Linked DNA regions of Mus musculus: regions 1 and 2 are each linked to region 3. A link is a contact called in public HiChIP or PLAC-seq and promoter capture Hi-C data. All regions are on one chromosome and are shown on one strand. Each heading gives the region's core, a stretch centred on a gene start, on an enhancer-like site or on the middle of the called end of the contact. The rest is flanking DNA. Distances are from core to core; before and after follow the strand shown. Region 1 holds the start of Vars2 (valyl-tRNA synthetase 2, mitochondrial). Region 2 holds the start of 2310061I04Rik (RIKEN cDNA 2310061I04 gene). Region 3 holds the start of Msh5 (mutS homolog 5).

Region 1 (4,511 bases), core at 1,659-4,158, 620 kb after region 3:
CCTCTACCAACACTTCCCACACTGGTCTTTAGCACACATACACCCCCCCACCCGCCCAAACCCACAGGGTCTGTGGCATGAACTCACGGCATCCATGGTGAAACACTCTCGATCCCAGTCCAGAGAGGCACCCAGAGCACACAGCTGTTCATAGATCTCCCCTCCTTTCCTGCACCAGAGATTTCTATCAGTAAATATGACCAGAGCACCTCCCAGCACTAACCATAGGTGCTCGCCAATGCCAGGTACCGGAGGAAATAAAGTGCGCATAGAGCTGACCCCGCTGATGGAGATAGAACCACACACCTGGGGTGGGGCGTCCTATGGCTTTAAAAGATACAGAAAGGTCTCTGCAGGGTTATCTAAACCTTTGGCTTCTCTGAGACACACAGGATGGATGGCTATTTTAGGCTACAACCAGTAGTGTCTAAGCTGTAGCCCACTGGTTGGAGGCACATACATGCACATACATACATGCATTCGTTTTGCATAACACCGTAACAGGTCATTGCCATGTACAAAGTTTACATTTGAGAATTATGTAGTAAAGCAAAAAGTCCTCAAAAGGTTTTAAGTTTACAATTCACAGCTACACTGGGATGCAAGAGGCCCATGGGCCAAGGCCTGTACACACCTATCGGGAGCAGCCACTTTGTGAAAAATGTGTGTGTGTGTGAGAGAGAGAGAAAGAGAGAGAGAAAATGAGAGAGAAAGAGAGAGAGAAGCACATGACCACCACAGACATAGGAAGGCCCAGGGGCATGGGAGAGGTGATGAAGTCCAAAGGAAAATAAGACAAGGAGGTTAAATAAACCACACATTTGTATATATCCATCCATATACACATAAATGTGTGCATCCTAACATGAGCATAGGACACACAAGTGTGCATCCCAACACAAGCATAGTACACACGTGTGTGCATTCTAACATGAGCACAGTATACAGACAAATGTGCACATTGTGACACACACGCACACACACACACTCTTGGCTCAGACATCATTCCCTCTGCTCCGAGACAGTGAAGCACAAGGCCAGAAAAACCAAATGCTACAAGTCAGAAGTAGTGCTGACAATCCCACTGGCCCTGCCCTCGTACTCATGTTTCCACTGCCACACGGCCCTGAGGAAGTCTTCCCGGCTCAGCTCATGTCTCCGCACCCTCTGCTCCTTCCATAGCTGCTTCTCCACCATGGCCTGAAATGGGATCAGGTGTAAATGAAAGCTAGTCAGGCTTCACATAAAGACGGCACTTTCAACCAAGCAGAGGGGGGCACAAGACCCACCTGTGTAGCAATTCCTGCGTGATCAGACCCGGGGATCCACAGCACGCGATCCCCACGCATCCGGTGCCTGCCACAGAAACACCATGGGGACTCTGAGCTCACTGATCCTCACTTCCAGCCTTCCCTTCGGGAACTGCAGTGGCCCCACCGCCTCTCACCAGCGCACAAGTGCGTCCTGGATCGCCACTGTGAGTGCATGGCCAATGTGCAGGGAGCCGGTGACATTGGGAGGTGGGATACACATGGAAAAGGTCTCCCCTGTAGCTTGGGGCAGCCTTGCCTGGAAGGAATGAGGAAGTCAGAGGCGAGGGAGAACTAGTTGTTGCTGTTGCCTAGGGGAACAGCACCCTCTGGTGCCTTGGGGCAAAAAGAACTTCAAGAAGGCCAGGTGTAGTGGCACACGTGTGAAAAGGCAGAGGAAGGCAGATCTCTGAGTTTGAGGCCAGCCTCGTCTACAGAGTTCCAGGACGGCCAGGACTACGTGGAGAAACAGTGTCTCAAATTTATTATTATTATTATTATTATTATTATTATTATTGAAATCCAACACGGGGGAGGCAAAAAGAAAACCAGGGGCCGAAAGAAATAAACATCAACTGTGAAGTTAGCCTGTGCCCACCAAGTTCAAGGGCCACTCACTCTGTCTTAAGGACCTCATAGAAGCCCTCTGCCGCGCACTGACCTGATACTCTGGTTTGAAGAAGCCCTCTCGCACCCACCACTGGTACCAGGCCGCTTCAACATACTGGGGACTGTAAGCAGGAGGCAGGGGCCCAGAAACATCTGTGGAAGCAGAACAGAGATCCACTACTGAACTGCATGTTAGCAGACCAAAGAGCAACAACATCGCAAAACACACCCTACACTTTACCTTTCTTTTCACCTGGCCCGGTGGGGATTTCATACAATACTACCTCCTTGTGACTCCAGGCCTTAGTGGGCACTGCAGGTATCTGCAGGGAGGAAACAGGGTGTGTGTGTGTGTTGCGGAGTGGGGGTGGAGGCTGCAATCCCCAATACACCACAGTCATCTGGATCCCTGCGCCAGTCTCTTTCAGCCCCTTCCCAAGTCTTGGGAGACCCAAGGACTGACCCCTGACCTTGCTCTTCTCAGCTAGCCCAGCCTCCAGGGCCGCCTGTTTCTCGCGCAGGCGCTTCTGTTTGGCTTCACGGTTCCTCCGAGAGACAGGGGAGCCGTGGGGCTCCGGCTGTGTACAAAGTGCCTGGGGCCTGGAAAGACCCCATGAGGGCCTCAGCCCCCAGAGCGGTGGCCGGAAAGAGGCCAGAGGCAAATGAGGCATCGGGAGTGTTTGGGAAGGGATGGAGGTCTGCTCACTACGAGGCCATGGGATGCAGGAGGTCGCAACCCTTCACTCCCATCCGCAGGACCCTCTCTCACTCTACGTCCTTCCGCCTAGGGGCGGAGCGCACGGTGTGGACAGCACTCTGGAATCACTGAAACCAGGGCGTCCAGAGAAGGCGGGAGCTCTGCCCGTCACCGGGCACTGACGCGGACACGAAGGTTGGGGTTCGGAAGCCTGGGACCACCCCCACCCCCGCAACCTCGGCCATGCGCCTCTAACTCGAACGTCCCGGCGAACTCAGAGCCGATAGGTGCATGGCGAGGTGCGCGCGCATGCGTGGGCGGGGACACGCAGGCGCATGCGTAAAAGACTCTCGCTCCTCCGGCTTTCTGGCTAGAAGCGGGTATCACTGCGTTGGGTAGGGAAACGCCGGCAGACGTCTGAAGCCGCGTAGATTTTTTTCCATAATTTTATTAAACAAGAAATATCCCGGTGTGTAAACAAAATACATCTGAGTTGGAAAGCTGCCCGCCCGGGGCTGGACCTGGCCGGCTCAGGAGCTGTGCTTCTGCCGCTTCCAGAAGCGCTTGACGTCGCTGTGCCCTGCCGGCGTCACCACCATCAGCCGCTTGGCCGAGTTCTCGAACACAAGCACGCCCAGCTCCCGCGCGTGGGCCAGCAGCAGTTCAAAGTCCACTTGCGACAGGAACTGGTTATACAGGACGCCTGGGGTCGGGTGGGACAGGCAGGAGGTGAGGGGCTGCAGTGGTCTCTGCCCCTCCAAGCAGCATGCAGGCAGGGGCTGCAGGCCACAGTTCTTAGGACTAATTCTCTACGGATAGTCGACTGTTCAACTTTAACACCTGTGGCATCCAGACACTCGAAAAGACAGCAGAATCCACAAGAAAAGCCACGCAAACCCACCTAAAGAGAAGACTGAATTACCCTGCCTCTTATCCCCTCACCTAGCTTAATTCAAACTGCACTGATTTGGGACATATTTCCTGCTACTAATATACCAAAATAAAAGATCAGTCTTCCTCTCCTTCCCTTTTGAGAAACAAATACGAAATGCACAAAACTTTTGCGTGAAATTGCTGGCCTTACCTCTTTAGCCAATGATTGAGATTAGGTCAGCGGAAGCCACTCACCTTCAGTGAACCGGAGTCTGTCCCTTTCCAGCTCCCACAGCCGAATCTGGTCTGTTATGGTGGGGGGCAGCACAGGATTCTGCAGGACAAGGGTGAGGCTATAGGACCTGGCTTCTCATCCATCCTCTCGCGGCTAGGTGCCCAGGCTGCCAGCCCCCCTGAGTCTTGGTACCCAGTCATACCTGTTTGAGCATCACTGGATGTGCCCTTGTCCTTAGGAAATGGATTATCTAGGAAAACACAAGAATGTAGAAAATCGGGCTGGCGAGATGGCTCAGTGGGTAAGAGCACTGACAGCTCTTCAGAAGATCCCGAGTTCAAATCCCAGCAACCACATGGTGGTTCACAACCACTGTAATGAGATCTGACGCTCTCTTCTGGTGCGTACTTATGTATAATAAAACTTTAAAAAAGAAGAATGTAGAAAGTCATCTGAGCTAATGTCACTGAAACAGCATCTCTGTTCTCCTAGCCACAAGCCTGACAAGACCCAGGCCTGTTCTACTGTTACTTTCAGGTGCACCTCCTGCGAGTCCCTCTATGATGCATCTGTTCTCTCCATAGTCTTGCCTTGTTTTTCTTTCTTTAAGATGGCAGTAGCAACCATATCTCAGCAGGCTCTAAGCTAAGCATCTTAACATCTAGTCTTCCAGCACCCCTGGACTGCTGTTTACTGGGAGCAGAGTAAGGCTCGCAAAGACAAGGCAGCCGTGAACTGTGGAGTGAGACAGATTCAGAGCTAGACCGTCTCACTCCATGACCTTCCA
Region 2 (4,485 bases), core at 1,355-3,854, 850 kb after region 3:
CAAACATGTTATTTTAAAATTTAAAAAGATAGACTAAAAATCTCTACCCTCAGTAAGATGACAGCCAAATCAGGGTAAGTTAAGGACTGCTGGAAGACCAGCAGTATTAGGGAAGCCACTGTAGTTTCGGCCCCTTCCCTCTTACCGGTAAAGATCCTCTTTATCACGCCTGTAGAAACGCAGGAAGAGCATATGTATGGGCAGACCTATTAGACGCCAGCGGGCTTGCAGGGTCCAGTTCTCAGGGTGGCGGGTCAGCTGTAAAATCTCCAACCGAAACTGTGCAAAATAGTTCCAAACCAGGAAGCGGCAAAGGGTCAGGGACATAACATAAAATGTCCGGCCCCTGTGAGAATAAAGGGACAGGAATATCAGGACTGCAGAACCAAAACTGATTCTGCCAAGGTGTGGGGGAACAGTCTCAGGAAGCAGCTAGAACCTTCTCTGGGACAAGACCCAAGTATTTATTTAGCATGGGTCCTCTTCTCCCTCCCTCGTCCCAACTCTCACTTGGTACGAATGTTCAGGATCTCATTGATGAATTCCACATCCATTGAATATATAGTGTAGTCATGGGAGCGAAGGAAGAGGGTGGGAAGCTAGGTGGAAGAAGAAGGCATCAACTCAGCAGGAAAGGTTCAGTCCTTGAGCTTGGAATCCTCTTCCCTCAACCTCCAGAGTATAACCAGTTTGGCTCCTCAGTAATCTATCTTTAGGGTCTTCTAACTTCCACTCACCCTCCCCCACCCCCGCCCCAAGTGAAACGGCACTTTCAATTTAATGGTCCTTAATTCAAACAGGGACACCCTTTCCCCAAGAAGGCATTTCACAGCACAGTAACGAGGACAAGTTAACTGACTAGTCTCCATATTTCCCTGCTACAGATGGGCTGCTTACCTCTTGTCTTAGTCTCTCATGCATGACAGCCAGGTGTTCCTCCATACTCTCATCTCCTGATGGAGTGGTGGGGGAAGAGTGGGAAGGTCCAGGGGCTTGGAAAGGTATCACAGCCCCAGGATAGGGGCAAGGCGGTCCCTCAAAAAGGCTCCTAAGCCCATCCAGGCAACCACTGTGTAGTTCCGGTCCTGGTCCCTTCTCCCTCTTTCTCGGAGGAAGAACCATACTCAATGAGTTGAGAGCCTGGGCCTGAGAGAGAGGTGGTGGAGGAGCCTGGGGAAGATGGTGGGTAGGAGGATGTGAGGGTGGTAGTGACCGGTGAGGAGGAAAAGATGGAGAAGTCGGTGGAGTGGAGTGGGGCCAGAGCGGGGGGAATGGTAGAGGTCGAGGAGAGAGCTGGTCCTAGGGAAAAGAGAACAAAAAGAAAAAAATCAGACATCTAAGCATGGTGGTGTAGGGGCTACCATGGATTCCAGGCCAGCCAGGGCTACACAGACCTAGTTTTAAAAAACAAAACCAAACAAAGGAACAAGAAATCAGCTCATGCTCCTCCACCCCAGCTGGGCTGATCAGAAGCTTCAAGTCCTACCTGCAGAAGAGAGTTTACCAGAGGAAAGGGAGACATGAGGAAAGAGCGCAGGAGGACAACAGCACCAGGGCCACCGTCCCCAACTTTAGAAAGAACACCTATGATTCCATCATTATCCTGGTTTACTGCTCCATGGGAGAAATGATGCGATCTATATATAACATGTATCAGGATTCTGAAATAGAGCTGTGCAGGGCAAAGAACATCCAAGTGAAGGTGTGAATAGTTCTGAGTTGACTCTGTTGGAACCTCTGGGCACTCTGCCTGCACCTCAGTTTCCAGTAAATAGAGGAGAGGCCTATATAACAGGATGATGAATGTATAAACTTCGTCACCCATAAAGTAGTACATAAACGGAAGCTATTATCATTATATATTACATATATATTCTATATTATCATTTTCTGCACCATTAAATGACAATCGGGCCGATTGCTGAAGGGTGAACTCGGTCACTAACGCTGCTACTGCAAGGATGGCAGGTCACCCGAGGTCAAGCCTGATTCCAAGTCCCTTGGCGCCCAGGAACCCCAGGGGCAGGGGGTCCATGGGGCCTGGCCGAGCCCTCTGGGAGCCTTCCCCGTCGCCGGGGGCGTGGCCGTGCTCCCGCCGTCCCCCGGAGCCCGACCCGGTGCAGCGGCCAGCCTTTCGGGCAGGACCGTTCTGCAGGTGCACCACAGGCCCGCAGTTCCGGCCTCTCTGCCCTGCCCTTCAAGTCACCTCCAGGCACAGGTAAGAACGGCGGGGACCGGGGCCACCCGGGATAGCCGCTCCCCGGACCTCACCGGGAACGCCGGCCCTAGCGGGCCCCGCGCCCCTCACACGTGCAGCACACGGGTGGTCAGGGGCGGCGGGGGCCTCTGCGCCTGCGCGGCCCGGCGCCCCGCCCCTCGGCCGGCTCTGAGGAGGGTCTCCGCCCGCCCCTCCTCACCTGGGGTCGCGCCTGGTAGGCGCGGAGGCAGGGCCCGAGGCGCCGGGCGGCCCCCGGGCTCGGACGGTACATGGTGTTCCGGGAGTGAACGGGCGCCTCCCGCGTCCCGTCTCCGTCTCCTCGCCGGGCAGCGCGCCCCGGAGCCGGCTTCGTGAAGGGGAAAGGAGGGAGGGGGGGGCCGGGGCTAAGGGAGGAAAACGGAGAGACCGTGCGCCTGCGCACAGCGGGCCCGCAGCAGCCCAGGCGCCGCTACGCGGGAGTGCGCTTGCGCACAGCGGGCCGGGGCGCTCCCAGGGCGCCTGCGCAGCCTCTTGTCAGGCCTAGCAAAATGAGGGGAGGTAGGACTGAATATAGTTTCAGGAGAGAGACTGAGGGGCATGTGAATTTGAATAATGACAAGTCACTTTTTGTCGGTAGCTATAGTGATAACAAATAAATACTTTTATTGCTCTGGTTAAAAATAACGATACAAAGGATCTGAGGCTGACAGGCCTGTTGAATGAATGAGTGAATGAATGCATCCATACTGAGGACTAAGCTTTGGCCATGGTTACCAAGGCCTGGTGCTGCGGCGTTCCTGCAGGTTTCGAATGACCCTGGCGTTCATTATGTCCCCACCCACCGTCCAGGACTGGGGGGGTGGCGCCTGGGCCCTTGGAGCACCTGTCTGTGTAGGCTCCTCCCCAGACCCATCCAGTAACAAGACCCGATCCTCACTGGCCGACCTGGTGGGCAGGGAGATGAAGCGTGTGTTAGAGCTGCTAACGGGGAATTACGCTGAGACAATTCTTCAAGGTTGTGGGTGCAGGGTAATGTACAGACACCTGTTGGGTTTTAAGGCTGGGACAGTTACCACGGTGTCCAAACTTAAGTACTCAGAGCACGACAGAGGGGAAAAACACCAGAATTCAAGCCACAAGGAAGAAGGCTTATACGACGTTAGGTAGAAAGATGTGTGGGGGAAACTGGTATCCAGTTCACACAGACTTAGGAGGAAGCAGGAGGAGTAGTGTTAGGCAGTGTCAGAAGGTGCTGGCAGCTGTTAAGGGGGAGGTGTAGACCTCACCTATCCTCCGCTTCCTGTTCCCCCTGCTTCCGTTCTTGGTTGCCTGTGGAAATACCAGGCATCTAGGGAGACTGTAGTCGTATGTGTGTGTGACCTATTTGGTTGGAGAATAAGAAAAAGTGGCTACTTACCTGTACCCAGGAATGAGGTATTGAATCCCCCATGGCGGCTGTAGTGGCAGCTTTGGGCTACCAGCCCCCAGGGAGTCCCCCTGTAGAAGAAACGGGAGATGAAGGGGAAGAGGCTCAGGATGAAAAGGTGGCATGGAGGGGTCAGAGGAGAAAGGAGGGATAGCGTGGGAACAAAGACGATGGGCAGCTACCTCCCTAAAGGATTCTTGTCTAAGACTTCTAGCAAAGGTAGGGGAGGGCTTATTTTATACTTCAAGATTTCCTGTACCATCCTGCACTGTTGCTTTGCTCTAACTGGGATGGTGTGTGATGTGATCTAATTATGTCAAAAACACTTGGGCATGCAGGAAGGAGCTTGCTGAACCATGGTGCCTGAATGTGTGAACTCCCTTAAAATGATTCTTTTAAATATAAGAACTCGGGGCTGGCGAGATAGCTCAGCGAGCGGTTAAGAGCACCGACTGCTCTTCTGAAGGTCCTGAGTTCAAATCCCAGCAACCACATGGTGGCTCACAAACATCTGTAATGAGATCTGATGCCCTCTTCTGGTGTGTCTGAGGACAGCTACAGTGTACTTACATATAACAATAAATAAATCTTTAAAAATAAATAAATAAGCAAATAAATAAAAGAACTTTCAGGCCACAGTAGCAAGGAAGAAAGGGTAGTTTTTAGAGATGGTTGACCCTGTTGGACTATTATTATTATTATTATTATTATTATTATTGACAGGCTTTCACTCTGTAGCCTTGGCTGGACTGCAACTTGCTATGTAGGCTGGCTTCAAACTCTTACCAGGATCCGCCTACCTCTGCCTCCCAAGGGCTGGGATTAAAGGCTTGTGCCACCATGCCCAGTACCCTGTGAGAAT
Region 3 (4,997 bases), core at 1,813-4,312:
AAACTCGTCCTTTGTTTCTGCAGGCAGCAGCTTGTCTCCACCTCACCTGTAAGTGTCTTGATCTATGCTCACCAGATGGGTCCTAAGAACAGAAAAAGCCGCAAGAACGGTGTCTGAGGCATGAGGAGTCACTACTAAACTACTCCTCTCTCCCAATACCTCTCCAAGCAATCCAATCTTTCTGGTTCTCCTGTGCCAGAGCACACTTCAGCCACTGCCCTTCATCTGTACACATACAGACACACACACACACTCACACAGAGAAATACACATGCACACACCCTTTCTTCTTAGACCTCCCAGTCCTCTTTACTTTGGTTGAGGTTTGGATGAGTCACCTACAATACAAACTTCTTGAATCCCAGGATAGGGACGCCAACATCATAGTCTTCCAGTTCAACCCCAATTCTTCTTCGACTCAGGAACTTGAGCAGTCCTCCAAGTGCCCGGACCTGGGAGGGGATCAGCAGTGAAGTTGGATGAAGCCTAGTGTTCCAGAAGCTAGACGACACTACTATCAGGAAAACCGTGATTTTTACAGGGCTGGGCAGTCCAGTCACAATTCTGCCCTGTGGCTGGGAGCTCATGCCTTTCCCCAGCTGCATCCTAGCCCTCACCCCATGACCCAGCTCACCGTGAGGACACAGTCAAAGGGAATAATGGAGGAGAGGAAAAGGATTTTCTCAGTAGCAGTCATGGAGTCTGAGATGAAGGAGTAGTTTCCGGAAAGGAGACGCTGTTTGCTTATCTCTGGACCTATTTGGGGAGGATGGGGAGTGAAAGGTCTCATAGGTCCATTCTCTTGCCCCAGTTTAACAATAAGAACAAATCTGACCATATGGCTTGTCCAAGGCCATAGAGGTGGTTAAGGAAAGCTAAAGAAAGAATCAAAACATACAGATGTAGTCTCATTCTTTCGGTTCTTTATGTAATGTAGATGTCTGGCTATAAGCACAACCTGAGAGAGACAAGTGACTCAGGAGGCAAAAGGTCAAGATGGCAGGGATTGTGGATATATATGGAACTAATACTAATACTGCCCATTTCCTGTATTTCCTGTCCTTTTTGCAAACCTGGAAGTTTGCAAAGTAGGGAGTGCCTTATGGACCATGGTTCCCAGAAACAGTGCCGTTTCCTTTTTAATGCAACAAAGGACTTTGGCTCCAACGTTCAAAACTGTTTTTAAGAGTATCATCTCTCCATTTTCTTCCACTCCCCCATTCCTCACATACCTAACCCCATAGTTTCTCAGTAAGTTGTACTAAAGATAGTAAAGGTGCAGGAGAGATCTCGGGGAGACTCATGATGGGGTGTGGGAAGCAGCTTCCAGATAAGAGTACATGAGGCAAGGTTTCTGATAATAGGAGCTCCTTTCAGAGAAAGGACAGAGGCCCTGGGATGGGGGCTGGTAACATAAAAGGAAGGAGCTACCAAAATCCACGCTTGGCAGAAGTATGATTTCAGGTCCCTTTGGCTCTCTGTGCTCCTCGGAGGCTGTGGAGGCAAGAGGCCACAGTCTTGTACAGTTCAGGCCTGTCATTGTCCCATGCTCCCTCCCAGCCAAAGATTTAGTAGTCTATTTCCATTTCCCCTTCTCTATGCAATCCTTACCAAGCTTCCCTAGAAATCGAGTCATAGCCTCATCCTGTTTGGCACTTGTGACAACAGACTGGGGGTTGATTTCATCCAGAACTTGAAGAGAGAAGGAAGGTGCCTGATGAGTCGAAGGATATCTCCACTGTGACTAAGAGGAAAGTGGTGGCTCTCTTCCTGCCACTGTCTGTTCTCCTCAAGAATTTATCATCTTAGCCAGGCATGGTGACACATGCCTTTGACCCCAGCCCTTGGGAGGCAGGGGAATCTCCATGAAATCAAAATCTGCCTGATCTACACAATAGGTTTCAGGATAAACCAGAGCCACATAGTACATAGTGAGACCCTGTCTCAAAAAAAAACCAAAACCAAACTAAAGTTATTTTATGTCTGTAAGGGATGGTCTGCACACTGGGAGCGCAGTGGAGGAGACTTAGTAAAGGCACGGTGGGAAGGAACAAGAGTGTCCTGGAAACTATCACTAAAATCATGGTTTGCCAGGGACAAAATCTGTAGCATTTCACATACAGTAGGTACCTAATAAAGTTGTGTTGAATAAGTAATTCCTAAATCAGGTGACTATAAACTACATGAGGATGTATGAGTGAACACACGTCCCACCCCAGAGGAGAGGAATGCAGGGCTCTGTCGCACCTCTCTGGAGAAGCTTTAGGCTCTCGTGGTCTGGGGCATCTGGCATGAAGTGGATAGTGGAGTCACTAGTGTCATAGTAAGCAATGCCCAGGTATCCCGAGCTCCACAGCACGCACAGATGGATCTGTCCCGCGAGGAAGGAAAGGGGATCGATATCTGAATCCCTCGGAAGGGCATGGATTGGTCATCCCTTATTATTAATCATTTAACCAAATCTCGGAGATAGGCACTCATGGGGAGTTTAGTCAACGTGAAACGGGGTCGGCTCAGCCTCTCCCAGCCCTCCCAACTCCGCGGACACCTCGGCGGGCTCCTCCTCGTCCTCTTCCTCGATACCTCCAGGCCCCGCCATTGGGGGCTGAGGGCTGGGGAAGCTGGCTGAGGGGATTCCGGATCTGGGTCCGGGTCCCGGCGGCGTCCGGCCTGGGGTCGCTCTGAAAGCCATGGGCTCGGCGACTCTGAGGACATGGGAGGGGAAGGAGGTCCAAAAGCAGCATTCAGCAGGCGGCTGGTGCGCGGGCTTTCAGGGGACAGGCGCGGGGGCTGCCCCTTTAGGTTGGGAGCAGCTCCGAGCTACTGTCCCACCCTCATTCCTGTCACTCGAAGCCGTGCTTTGGAAGCTCTGACGGAGCGCGCTGTCACGTCAAGTCTCTCCCGCCACCCACGCCCTTACAGCCGCAGCGCGCTCTCCTGACCCACCCCCACCCCCTCCCCCACCCCCACCCCACTGGAGCCGCCAATTCGCAGCACTTTCCCGCCTTTTCCGTCACCTCAGCCGCGACGATCCACCTCCCTGACCAACCGCCGCAAGCCTGCAGCCTGTAGGCGTGGGCCGCGCGCGCTCGCCCCGCCCCCTTAGTGGCTGAAAGGGTCTGCTTAGCCATCCAACGGGAAGGCGGTGAGGACGCTAGATGTCGATTGGTCCGTTTGCATTGGGGGCGGTGCTAGAGTGTTCAAAATTCCCGCCCTCTGCCGTTGCTAAGCAGCCGTGTCGCAGAGCTTTGATTGATGTTGGGCGGAGCCCGCCCTAAACTAAGGTCCCCGCCTGGAAAAAGGGTCTGGGCCACGGTGGAGAAGGCCAGAGCCCGGAGGCCGACCTTAAAGGGCCAGAGGCAGTCTTCCTCCTTCCTGAAGAGTGGAGAGAAGCAACATTAATTCAACCTGTGCCAACAGCAACAACTCCGTTAATATTTGTACCCACTAAGTTAATATTTATAAAAAACTCAGAACAGTGCCCAGCAAACAAAGTAAGCGCTACATGAGTGTTTTAAATAAATAAGTGGAAGTAAGAACTAACTCCTGTTTCAGACCTACTTTGCCTGTTTCCTGATTGCAGGAGATGATCACCAACCACAGGAGCAACACGGGGCTTGATTATTTTGGAACCCCTGAAGAGGAAGTATAAGTATCTGAAAGACACTAAATTCTGAAAGTAGACCTAATTAGAACACATACAACCATACTACAGTCCTCTCACCCCTAAGGACACAGGGTATCTCTGACTGATGATCCATCTGGATGGGAAAGAAGGAGAAGGAAGGAGTTTCTGAGGGAAAGAAAAAAAACCATACTTTACAAAACAATAAACAAACAAACAAAAACTTCAGTGCTGGCTTAGCAGGTAAAAGTACCTTCAATTTTGTACCCAGATTGTCCTCTGTCCTCCATACCTGTGCTGCTTGTACACACACACTCACACTCACACTCACACACCACATAATTTTTTAAAAACTGTCCTAGCTACACTAAACTAAGATCCTGCCTGAGGTTCAGAAATGGCATGAGGTGACCTGGCTCTGCTGATCAGCGACTGGAAAAATCATCTCCAAAGGGGAGCAGGTCTAAGGGCTGGGTTAATGGTTACTCTTGGCAAATTATTGAGCAATGGAGTTATGGAAACCTGGAAGAGGTTATTGGTGACAGCTCTGGGGAGTGGCAGAGAGGGACACACCTTCCATTCTGGGGTATGAAGAGATTAGGGACTGGTTTACCAAGAAGAGGAAGGGATCAGACCCAGGAAGAGAAGGCAGCAGAAGAAAAGAAGAGCTGGAGAAAGAAGAAGTGGGAGCTCAGAGATAAGATGGCAGTCTACATTTTTTTTTTTTTTAATGCAGTCCTGGCTTCAAATCCAGGAGCACTGCTGGGTGATCCCAGGACAGAGCAGCCTGGAAAATAAAGGCAAGATAACGCATTTGTGTGTGCGTAGCAATTCAGGCAGCCACAGTCAATAGTGATGATCAGAGCAGCTGCGGCCATAAAGACAGCCAAGAGAGGCAGCCAAACCTGTTTGAATCTAAAGTTTCTCCCAGCGATCTAACTGTGAGCAGATTGCCCGCTGGCCACTTGCTGACCAGAGGGAAAAAAGGAGGTGTCTGGGAAATAAGGCTTCATGGAAGCCATCTCTCTTATCAGTGGGAAGAGGCTCTGGTGCAGATCTCAAGGGTCAGCATAGAGGGAACATTCTTAGGACTCAGCTGGGGCTCACGCATGAGTCAGTCTACAACTGTCTGCAACGCTGTAGTTCAAAAGCCCAAACACCAAGTATATTCTGCCTTCCTGGGGAGGAGAGAGATAAGCCAGCCCCCCCCCCCGCCCCCCGCGCCCCAGGGAGGAGAAAGCTCTCAGAAGAGGAAGCACAAGAGGAAACCACTAACTAACTGCTGTTCCAGCAAACATGCATCAATTCACCTCAGCCCTCCCTGCCTCTTTCAGTTTCCAGCCCAGTCTTTCCTCTCTGTCTTTCCAAGTCC

The links. Promoter capture Hi-C pulls out the DNA fragments that hold promoters and counts their contacts. HiChIP or PLAC-seq counts read pairs in DNA pulled down with a chosen protein or histone mark.
Region 1: a contact with region 3 is called in a FOXA1 HiChIP or PLAC-seq map of pancreatic cancer cells. The contact joins the promoter of Vars2 here to the promoter of Msh5 in region 3. A contact is called at or near these places in 1 of 39 promoter capture datasets (liver) and 1 of 115 datasets of contacts at active chromatin or transcription factors (pancreatic cancer cells).
Region 2: a contact with region 3 is called in a promoter capture Hi-C map of liver. The contact joins the promoter of 2310061I04Rik here to the promoter of Msh5 in region 3. A contact is called at or near these places in 2 of 39 promoter capture datasets (cranial neural crest and liver) and 1 of 115 datasets of contacts at active chromatin or transcription factors (pancreatic cancer cells).

Annotation. Positions count from the first base shown.
Region 1 is chr17:35,664,684-35,669,194 of GRCm38.p6, forward strand. It overlaps Vars2 (valyl-tRNA synthetase 2, mitochondrial), which reads right to left and starts at 2,909. Exons shown (of 29, transcript NM_175137.4): 1 at 2,390-2,909; 2 at 2,161-2,242; 3 at 1,972-2,072; 4 at 1,448-1,569; 5 at 1,290-1,356; 6 at 1,103-1,200; 7 at 88-169. The coding sequence starts at 2,590. Gtf2h4 (general transcription factor II H, polypeptide 4) reads right to left here. Exons shown (of 14, transcript NM_010364.4): 12 at 3,927-3,974; 13 at 3,745-3,823; 14 at 3,045-3,319. The coding sequence ends at 3,147.
Region 2 is chr17:35,894,774-35,899,258 of GRCm38.p6, forward strand. It overlaps 2310061I04Rik (RIKEN cDNA 2310061I04 gene), which reads right to left and starts at 2,605. Exons shown (of 6, transcript NM_001033630.1): 1 at 2,418-2,605; 2 at 898-1,299; 3 at 511-599; 4 at 146-346. The coding sequence starts at 2,489. Atat1 (alpha tubulin acetyltransferase 1) reads right to left here. Exons shown (of 13, transcript NM_001142744.1): 11 at 3,615-3,694; 12 at 3,484-3,526; 13 at 2,822-3,142. The coding sequence ends at 2,968.
Region 3 is chr17:35,043,683-35,048,679 of GRCm38.p6, forward strand. It overlaps Msh5 (mutS homolog 5), which reads right to left and starts at 3,063. Exons shown (of 25, transcript NM_001146215.2): 1 at 3,018-3,063; 2 at 2,549-2,705; 3 at 2,248-2,371; 4 at 1,612-1,692; 5 at 1,432-1,494; 6 at 635-756; 7 at 343-452; 8 at 47-82. The coding sequence starts at 2,692.